Linked DNA regions of Mus musculus: region 1 is linked to region 2. A link is a contact called in public Hi-C data. All regions are on one chromosome and are shown on one strand. The core of a region is the stretch at or near the end of the contact, and the rest is flanking DNA. Distances in the headings are between cores, read along the strand shown. Region 1 holds the start of Plekhf1 (pleckstrin homology domain containing, family F (with FYVE domain) member 1). Region 2 has its middle 12 kb from the start of Gm30912.

Region 1 (4,705 bases), core at 185-2,684, 72 kb before region 2:
GTGCAAGGCTCCCTGGAAGCAACCTGGCCTTGTTATTATATTGTAATTTAGCATTACAATATAAGCAAACGACCAGACCTCTGCATAAATAAACCAATATTGCCAAATCCTTGATTGACTGACTGAGACAAGGTCTCATTATGTAGCTCAGGCTGCCCTCAAACTCCATCCTCCTGCCTCAGCCTCCTGCGTGCTGAGATCACAGGCATATGACACCCAGATCCCTAAATCTTATGATTAAAGATGAGCTAAAGTCAGGGCTGGAGATATAATATCTCACTGGTGGAGTACTTCTCTAGAACTTGAGATTGTGAGTTTACTGGAGGGGGGGCTAAAAGTCTCTATTTTTATGTGTCTTCTCCCCATCTGAAATATTCACAGCAGTGCATTTTGTAAATGATTAAACAAACTTCAAACCTAAAAGAAATATCAATAAGCGCTGGTGGGGTAAGGATGTGGGGGATGGTAGGGATTAAGGGACAGTTTAGGGAAGGGTCTGCCCCTAACACCATCACCAGAGGGCCACACCATCCCCTTCCAAACCCAGTTTGGTCTTGGCCCAGCGGGTACCAGGCTAACCAGAGCTAGTCCCTCTTCAATGTAACCAGTTTAGCAACACAAACTGACACTATAGACTAATATTAGCCCAGCAGTCTAGAGACAGAGGCAAGGCTTCTATGAGTTCAGGGATAGCCTAGTCTACATATAGAATTTCTGGTCAGCCAGGGGTAACAAGACAATAAAAAATGGATGGAGTTGAGAACTGCTGCTTTGTGGCCAAGGAGACCTCTCTGAGGAGGTGACACTGAAATGACAAAGGAGGGAGAGGGCGAAGGGTGGGAGTGGTTTTTAAGGAACCAGAAGACAGTGGATGAGAATTGCGTGGGGGCAGGTGAGATGGGAAAGCAGCCTTGGAATTGAGTTCTAAGTGACACCAGTAGCCAGGGCGGGGTACCTGTTCGTCTTGGATCTACACGATGAATGCCTGGGGTCCACTAAACTAATTTCCTCCCGTGTACTTTTGACATTTTCCTCTAGGAAAAAAATTATAAAGTTCTGTTGATCGTTAAGAAAACGTGTGTCTCTGTGGCTGAAAAGAGTAACATCATAGTAACAGGGGCACCTGAGGGCCCACCACTCCGTCATGCCTGCTTCCCTCACAGGCTGTTCCTCTGACCAGCGCCGACTCAGTCTTGAGTGTGGCGACCAGCAAAGCTGGGAACCGGACTCCAACCAGGAATCAGCCCATCGTCCCCACGCACAACCGCTGCTGACCCGTTTACGGTCCAGCGGTTTAATTACGCCCGCGCACATTTCTGGAGAACTCGGGCCGGCTCCGCCCCCGCCTGCGTGCCAGGGCTTCGATTGGTCCAGAGTCCCTCGAAGGGGCGTGACCAGAGAATTGGAACCCGGAGGCGTGGGCGGCGCAGGGATTGGCGGGCGCCAGTTCGGGACTGGCTGTGCGGACGCGGAGGTTCCTACGGGAGGTAAGCAGGCTACGGAGGGGGAGAGCGCTCCCCTTCCGCCCTCCACCCTGCCAGGTCTGCAGCTGTGGGTAGAGGTGGCCTCAGGAACCCGCATCTGGGGCTCCACTGGAGCAGAGGCTGCTCGCTGTTTTCTGACTTGGGAAGGGGTTGACAGCTGGGACTCTAGGGCCACTGAGTCCCAGGACTGTGCGCGAGTTGGAGAAGGGTTCTCCGCAGAGTCTCTACCCTCTCCTTATCCCGTGATGTTCCGGGAACCTCGTCTTGGCCAGAGACGTCTTGGGTTGGGAGGGACGGTTCTCAATAGCCTCGGATTTGGGACCCTGAAGAGTTTGAGTTCGCGACTCTTCATATAGGAAGTTATTGGTGTGGGACCGGGCCTGGATTCTCCTAGGGAGTAACTGAAGTACAATAAAGAGGTGTCCCCAGGCCTTAGCAGGAGGGAAACCGGCAGTTCCAAGTCTCAGTGGAATGTGTGCACTCCCCGGAGAGGGCGCAGTCCTTAGAATGTGAACAAAACCGGTATCAGATTCTACCCGGTCAGAGGCTGCAGAGGAGGGGCGATCAGTGCTAGAGTCAAGACCCCTGCGGTTTTTGTAAGCTGAAGTGCTTCATTTGCTGTGCGTCCTGCCCACGTCAGCCCTCAGAGCTGCTCAGAGTGGCTAGGCCAGTTAGTTGTCTGAGCACTGGGACCTGGCCAACCCTGTCCCGCCAAGGAAGGAGGGGTTTGGCATTGTGGCCTGCGGGATGGGACTGACTACCCTGTGTGTTATGCGGTGAAAGACACCAAAGTCAGGCAGTAGGAAAGACTACACACTCTGGATTTTAAGAACTTCTGACCCAGGGCATGTTTTTTTTGTTGTTGTTGTTTGTTTGTTTGTTTGTTTGTTTGTTTTTTGGGGGGGTGGGGGCGTGTTGTTTTGTTTACTAGGGCCAAAAGTTTCAGAAGTTATTGTCTCCTTTTCATCATGTGAATTCCCGGGATAGGACATGGCCACAAACACCAGGTTACCCAAAAGATTTTGCTTTTTTTGAGATAAGGTCTCCTTGTATAGTCCAGATTGACCTACAACTCTCTACCTTCCTATCTAATCTTACCAGATGCTAGATTATAGGAATGCCCTCTGGGCCAAAGTTTTTCTACCTTGGCTCAGAGTTTATCTGGAAGCTGGGCCCACTCCTGAGGTTCTTGGGTGGTGACTGTGAAGTGGCTCATGGGCACGGAGTTACAGCCATGCTTTGTGCTTAATTAACATTGTGTCTAGCAAACAGTGGGTGCTAAGAAAGTAGCACCTAAGGGTTTATTTTCCTTAATCTGTTCTCCTGGAGGAAGATTCTAGAAGGTCTCAGTGACTCTGTTGGGTGGTGCCACTCCCTTAGTACCCTTGTAATAACTCTGGAATGCTCACACTGGCCTGTGGACCTGCAAGACAGGCCCTGCCTGCCCCTTGTAACCTTACCTCTTACTCCCGTACCTCACTCCTTCCTGAGTTCAGGGCCCCAGACCTCTCTTAAGGGCTGTACTGCAGTGAGCAAGAGGGCTTGAGGACTTGCATCAGGACAGAACCCATATTGTTGTGAGCCACATCCACACGCAAGGTGTCTTGTGCATTTTACCAGTAAGGGGCCAGAGAGTAAATACATGTTAGATTGTGTTAGTCTGAGTGTGGTTGTATTTCACTAAGGTTGCATTTAGGAAGCCTGGCAGTGGCTCATAATGGGTCTGGATTTTTAGTTTCTGGTTGTAGATCACCAGTCCTTCTCGTTGACTATGTGTTCCTCGGTGCTGGGCATTTGGTTTGCTTCTGCCTCTTGGCTCTAGTAAACACACACAAGAGTATAGCTATCCCTTCCAATCCCTTTGGAGATAGATGCACAGTGGGAAAGGTAGGTATATGGTAAATGTATTTTTAATGTTTTGCGGAGTCTTCAGGTTGTTTCCCATCGTATCTATGTCGTTTTTTTTTTTTCCCTCAAGATGTATTTGTTAATTTTATGAGTGTTTCTATGTCTGTGCACTACACGTATGCAGATACCCTTGGAACTGGAGTTACTGGGGGCTGTGAGTTACTGGTGGCTGGGTCTGTGCAAGCGTATGGAGAGCCACTGAGCCGTCCCCCAAGCCTGTGGCTGTGACAGTTTACATCCCCAGCAGCAGTACACACTCTTCCCACTTTTCCACTCTGGCACCAACTGGAATTTCTTTGCTAGGAACTTTCCAATGGGTATGAGATCTCCTCCAGTTTAGATGGGCTTCTTTAACGGTTTGAAACCTTGTGTGGTTTCTGCTTGAGTGACATTCAGTTGTATGTGCCAACCTAGAGATGCTCACTTCGGCCGGACCTGGGCTTTTGGGGGTTTGTTGTTGGTTTTTTTGTTTTGTTTTGTTTTAATTCATTTTTATTTTTATTTTTATTCATGGGTCTGTATGACTGAAGGCCACATGTATGTGAATGTCTCGGAGGCCAGATGAATGTGTTAGTCCCCTGGAGCTGGAGTTAACAGGCAGTTGTGGCCACCCGATGCGGGTACTGGGATCCAGATGCTGGCCTCAGGAAGAACAGCAAGTGAGCTGAGACATTGCTCCTCGTCCTTTCCCTCCGCTCCTAAGAGTTTCAGTTGACCCTGCTATCCTTACGCCACTGCGCCTTTGGGCTTCCTGCCCCTGGGCCTCTCTGGCCTCCTCACAGTGAGATGTTATCCACATTGGCCTCCAGCACAGTGCCTGGTGGCCTTGGAGGTAGCATGCTGGCACATTTGGGTTTGTTGTATTGTCCCTCAGCCAAGAACTGATGATCAGGTGGCAGAACAAAGTTTGAAGCCAAGATCAGCTAACTAAAAATAGTTACATCAGGTGGTGTGGGCAGCCCTGAGGCCTGAAGGGGGGGAGCGAAACAGGACTGAAGAGGTTCGGTGTCTCCTCCAGGCTGACTTCTTGTCTCCTCCCTTCCCATCCCCCACCTCCAGATTCCCACAGGCAGCCTCACATTACAGAACCGCGGTACGGTGACCTAGAAATGTATGTGTAGTGTGGTGTGTGTGTGTGTGTGTGTGTGTGTGTGTGTGTGTGTGTGTGTGTGTGTGCGCGCGCAAGCAAGTGTTTGCATGTGGTAAGAGGTCAACTCCTGCTTCCTTTCAACAAGTAAGAGGTGAGTGGTTTGTGCACCTGGCACCTACCGTGTCCATGGCACAGTTTTAAGAATTGCTGATCTAGTCATTGG
Region 2 (4,430 bases), core at 1,494-3,993:
ATCTACTTATCCTACCCCTGGGGCCCTGCCCTCTGCCTTCCCTGTTCCATCCCTGGTGCCTCAGGACCTGCCGTCCTCCAGGTGATCCCTCTGAGGACCGAGGGAGGTCAGGTAAGGATGAGCCTGGCTATTCCTCCCCCAGACTGCACCATGCCATCCCACCCAGCCTCCCAACATGGTAGCTACAATGTCTTCCACCTTCAAACCCAAGAGCATACCTCTGTTACCATACCCAGTGTGCACGGCTCCCTGGAGCACGCGCCAAGCCCTCTGAAGTACCTCTGTACAAGCTCTGAGGCCATAAGTGGTTAGGCAGAGTGAAGCAGGGAATGTTGTTTCCCAGGGGCACTGTGGTCCCCAAGACTCATGATGATAGATTTGGGGGTGGAGGAGAGAAAGGTCATCACACCAGCCAATGACTCCCTAGTGAACGATCCCAGGACAGTCTACACTTAAAGCACACAGTCAAGTTGCCCACAGCAGTAAGGAAGGCAAGGCTTGTAAGACAAAGTCCCCAATAGATCCAGAAAATTCTATGGAGCGAGGAACACAGCACCCTGGTCTATCCTAGGTGTGCCCTCTGCTGTGTCCTCAACCCGGGTTTGGTTGTGCCTTGTCGGCCATCCTCTCTTGCATTGCTTATGTTATACAGCCCACACAGGAGCTAGGAAGACCCTTCACCCAGAAGCCAAGGGTTGCTGAGCCCACTAAGGCACCTGTCACAGATGTACTCTCTGGGTTTTGAACCCAGGACTCTGCACAAGCTAGGTAGGTGCTCTATGGACCCACATCTACAAGCAGGCCTTGAACTCTTCTGTAACTCGGACTAGCCTTGAGCTTTTGATCCTCCAAGTAGCTGGGATGGCAGGCCTGGGTCGCAATGTCCTGAAACTAGCTTGCTTTAAGACGTCAGAGGTTGGGGCTGGAAAGACAGCTCAGCAGTCAAGACCTCTTGTTGCTTTCCTAGAGGATCTGGGTTCAGTTCCCAGCAACCATGTCATTTGACAACTACCTGGAACTCCAACTCCAGGGGATCCAATGCAACACACACACACACACACACACACACACACACACACACACACACACACACACACACACCTTGGCAGTTACTTTTCAATGTCCTTGAGAATATTGAAGCTATCCTCTGCTCTCCTCTCCCCTCCCCAGTCCTGTGTTGGACTGTTTGGTTGGGTTTTTGTTGTTGTTGTTGTTTGCCTGTTAGTTTTCATTTTTGCAGTGGCTGGAATGGAACCCAGGGCCTAGTTTATGCTCGGCAAACATTCTATCACTGAGCCACACACCTGGTTCTAATCCCTTGTGTTGAGAGAGAGAGAGAAAAAAAAACCCTGAAATTTAGACAAAGCGGTTCTAAATAAATGACTTGGATCCTTTCTCCTAGATACAGACCTGCCTGAGAGACCGACTCACCCTTGCCTGATGAGCCAAGAGACTTCCAGATCAACATCTGCTTTGCCACAGTCCCCAATAGATCCAGAAAATTCTATGGAGCAAGAATTCTATGGCAAGGATGGCGTGGCTAGCTTAATTGCTGGTCTAAAGTTCAAGCTAGATCCAGTTTGACCTCTGACCTGCCACCTTTCCCCCGCCCACTCCATCTTTGCAGGAAACTGTCCAAACCATGTCCTCAGGCTCAGAAGGTGTCCAGCTGGGCCCAGGCAGGCACATCGGCCTTGGGCAGTGCACAGCAGCTGGTCTGCTCTGGGGCTCAGAGCACCCCGGGCCAGTCTTGCTCACCATCCCTTCAGGCATGGGTGTGCTGAAACAAAAGACTGCAACTGCCACCAAGCCATCTTTCTTTGCAGGCAGCTAGGTTCTTTAGGGGTGGAGAAGGCTTCCTTTCTTTGCATTACTTCACAGTGAGGAACCATGTTCATGTGGACATGAAGGAGCTTCTATTCAAACACCTTTGAGTCAGAAGACCATCTCTGAGCAGCCTGAGCTACAATGAAACCCATCAGTGCTGAACAGGCTGAGGCAGAAGGACTGAGAGTTCGAGGCCGGCCTTAGACTCTCTCAAAACAAACATGCACACTAAACAGCTGCCACCTCCCTCAAAACCCCATTGCTTGTATAGACTGAATCGTGTGTGTGTGTGTGTGTGTGTGTGTGTGTGTGTGTGTGTGTAAGCAGGAATACATGCTGAGAAGACTATTCCAATCAGGGATAAGACAATTTAAGAGAAGAAAAGGACCTACTGTGTGACCAAGGGCAGGCTGATCTTTACCCCCTAAAATGAGAGGAGGCAAGTACACACTCAGAACAGAGAAAGTTGGCTCAGGCAGCTCAGGCCTGTAATGTAACCATTATTCATCAGATGTAATTACCATCTCTGAGGCTTACTGCCTCAGTCTGCTAACCTAGGCCTAGTCTTGGAAGCCTCTAGCCTCCGTACAGCCTTAACTAGGCCTAGAATGTTTCCAGCCTCTGAGACTTCAGGCTAAGCTCGCCCTTTCTAGCTCTTTGTGAGCTCTGGCTGGCTGGTCAGCTCAGCTGCTCCGGCTCAAGCTCCTCTCCAGGCTGACTGCTTCAACTCGGCTTCTCTTGGCCTCCCCGGAGTTGCTCTGCTTGGCCTCATACTAACTCCATCAGTTGGTTCTAATCTTCTGGCTCCTTCTCATTTTCTGGCTCTTTCTGTCTTCACCGGTGCCCATCTTGTTCTCTCTGTAACCTGTGCCTGTAAAACTCTCCGAATAAAACCACTTCCTCTTTTCCTGCACTGTCCCCTAAGTAGCTTCCCTTTCTTCTTTCTTTCTTCCCTCTTCTCGTGAGAGTTGGGCATTTCCTATTCTGTCAAGTCTTACTCAATTAGACATCACTTTCAAACATGGCTGCTTCCTTCTACAAACTAACTTTACCTTCACTGTTTGGAATTAAAGATGTGTACTAAGGGCTAAGCCATGCCACAGTGTGACCAAATATCCTGCAATACAATCCTGACTACGACAGCTAAAGAAAATGGAGATTAAGGCTCCTGCAGAAGCGTTTTTGTTTGCTTAAGACAGGGTCTTGATATGTAGCTGATGTAGCTGCCCTCAGATTTACTCTCTTCCTGCCACAGGCTCCCAAATCTACGATTATATGCCTGCACCTCCACACCTAGGTTACAATTATTTTAAAAATATATTTATGGGAGCAGGCTGCAGCTATGCACCACTGTAATCCAAGAATTCAGGACACTAAGATAGGAAAATCATGAATTCCAGGCCAGCCTGGGCTACACTGTCAGACAGGGTCCTCAAATAATAATTGAGATTGGTTCAGTGGTATAGCACATGGTTACAATGAACAAGGCCCAGAACCAACAGATTGTTTTGTTTTGTTTTGTTTTGTTTTGTTTTGTTTTGTTTTGTTTTGTTTTGTTTTGTTTTGTTTTGTTTTGTTTTGTTTTAGAGAAAGGGTTTCTCTGTGTAGTCCTGGCTGTCCTGGAACTCGCTCTGTAAACCAGGCTGGCCTCGAACCCAGAAATCCGCCTGCCTCTGCCTCCCAAGTGCTGAGATTAATGGTGTGTGCCACCACTGCCCGGCTATGTAGACTTTTTAAAAAAGTATTTTTAAAAATTTGTATGTATTTGAGTGTTTTGCTTACAACAATGTAAGTATACCACATGTATGCCTGATACCAACAGAGTCCAGAGGAGGGCATCAGATCCCCTGAAGTGGGAGTTACAGACAGTTGAAACCTACCATGTGTGCTGGGAACTGAACCTGGATCTTCTGCAAGAGCAGCCAGCTCTTAAGCGCTCACTGAGCCATGGCTTCAGCCCCCAATTATCTAGATCTGTTAGGGCCAGACTTATTCAGACCATTTAGGGAAAGGGTCTCTTGGGCATGGGGACCAAAGAGGACAGTCATTTTTGTAGCTGCCAGAGAAGTCTGTCTCCTGTCTAGGGCAGGCACTGAGCAAGACTTCTGAGTGACCTCTCCTTCATTCTCCTGCTCTGCACAGGTAGATGTGGGTGCCAGGTTGTTATCCCCAGCCCTGGGGCTGTGTGTGGGGTCAGCAGTAAGAAGGAAGGCCAGTGACACAGACCCTGCTTGGCATATACTCTCGGGAAAGTAGGAAGAAGAGATAGAGGGGAGAGGGGTCAGGAGAGGACTTGAGCAAGCAGCCGATGGAGAGCTTATGCAGTGGGCACCTGGGAGCCTGCCACAGGGAGCCACCCCTGCCTGGGACTCCTAAACACGTGGTTCATGGTGACCAGAAGAAAAGGCTGGACTGGATCATCTGAGCTTTTCAGAAAACTCAACCCACCTCAAAAATAGACATTTCACAATCACCTCACAAACAGCAGTCGTCTTTGTTTAGAGTTTTTGTTTGTTTGTTTGTTTTTTGTTTTGTTTTTTGAGACAATTTATATAGGGCAGGCTGGCCTGGGGCTTGTTATCCTTCTGTCTCAGCTTCCTGCA

Evidence for each region. A called contact is a pair of places that touch in the nucleus more often than the background predicts.
Region 1: a Hi-C map of bone marrow-derived macrophages shows a contact between it and region 2, with 1.6 times the contacts expected there. The contact joins the promoter of Plekhf1 here to the enhancer-like site in region 2. A contact is called at or near these places in 4 of 39 promoter capture datasets (embryonic stem cells, hematopoietic stem and progenitor cells, liver and 1 more), 23 of 484 Hi-C or Micro-C datasets (CD4 T cells, CD8 T cells, ECoMG-derived neutrophils and 17 more), 2 of 115 datasets of contacts at active chromatin or transcription factors (embryonic stem cells and epiblast stem cells) and 3 of 9 other capture datasets (adipose tissue, embryonic tail and liver).

The regions. Positions count from the first base shown.
Region 1 is chr7:38,224,723-38,229,427 of GRCm38.p6, reverse strand. It overlaps Plekhf1 (pleckstrin homology domain containing, family F (with FYVE domain) member 1), which reads left to right and starts at 1,434. Exons shown (of 2, transcript NM_024413.2): 1 at 1,434-1,487.
Region 2 is chr7:38,154,329-38,158,758 of GRCm38.p6, reverse strand. No RefSeq gene overlaps it. Among named protein-coding and RNA genes, the nearest start is that of Gm30912, 12 kb to the right of the region's middle. Within about 2 kb of position 2,743, at least 34 of the 459 cell types and tissues checked have an H3K27ac peak or open chromatin away from gene starts, as enhancers often do. A contact at or near this core is called in bone marrow-derived macrophages, where this site is marked.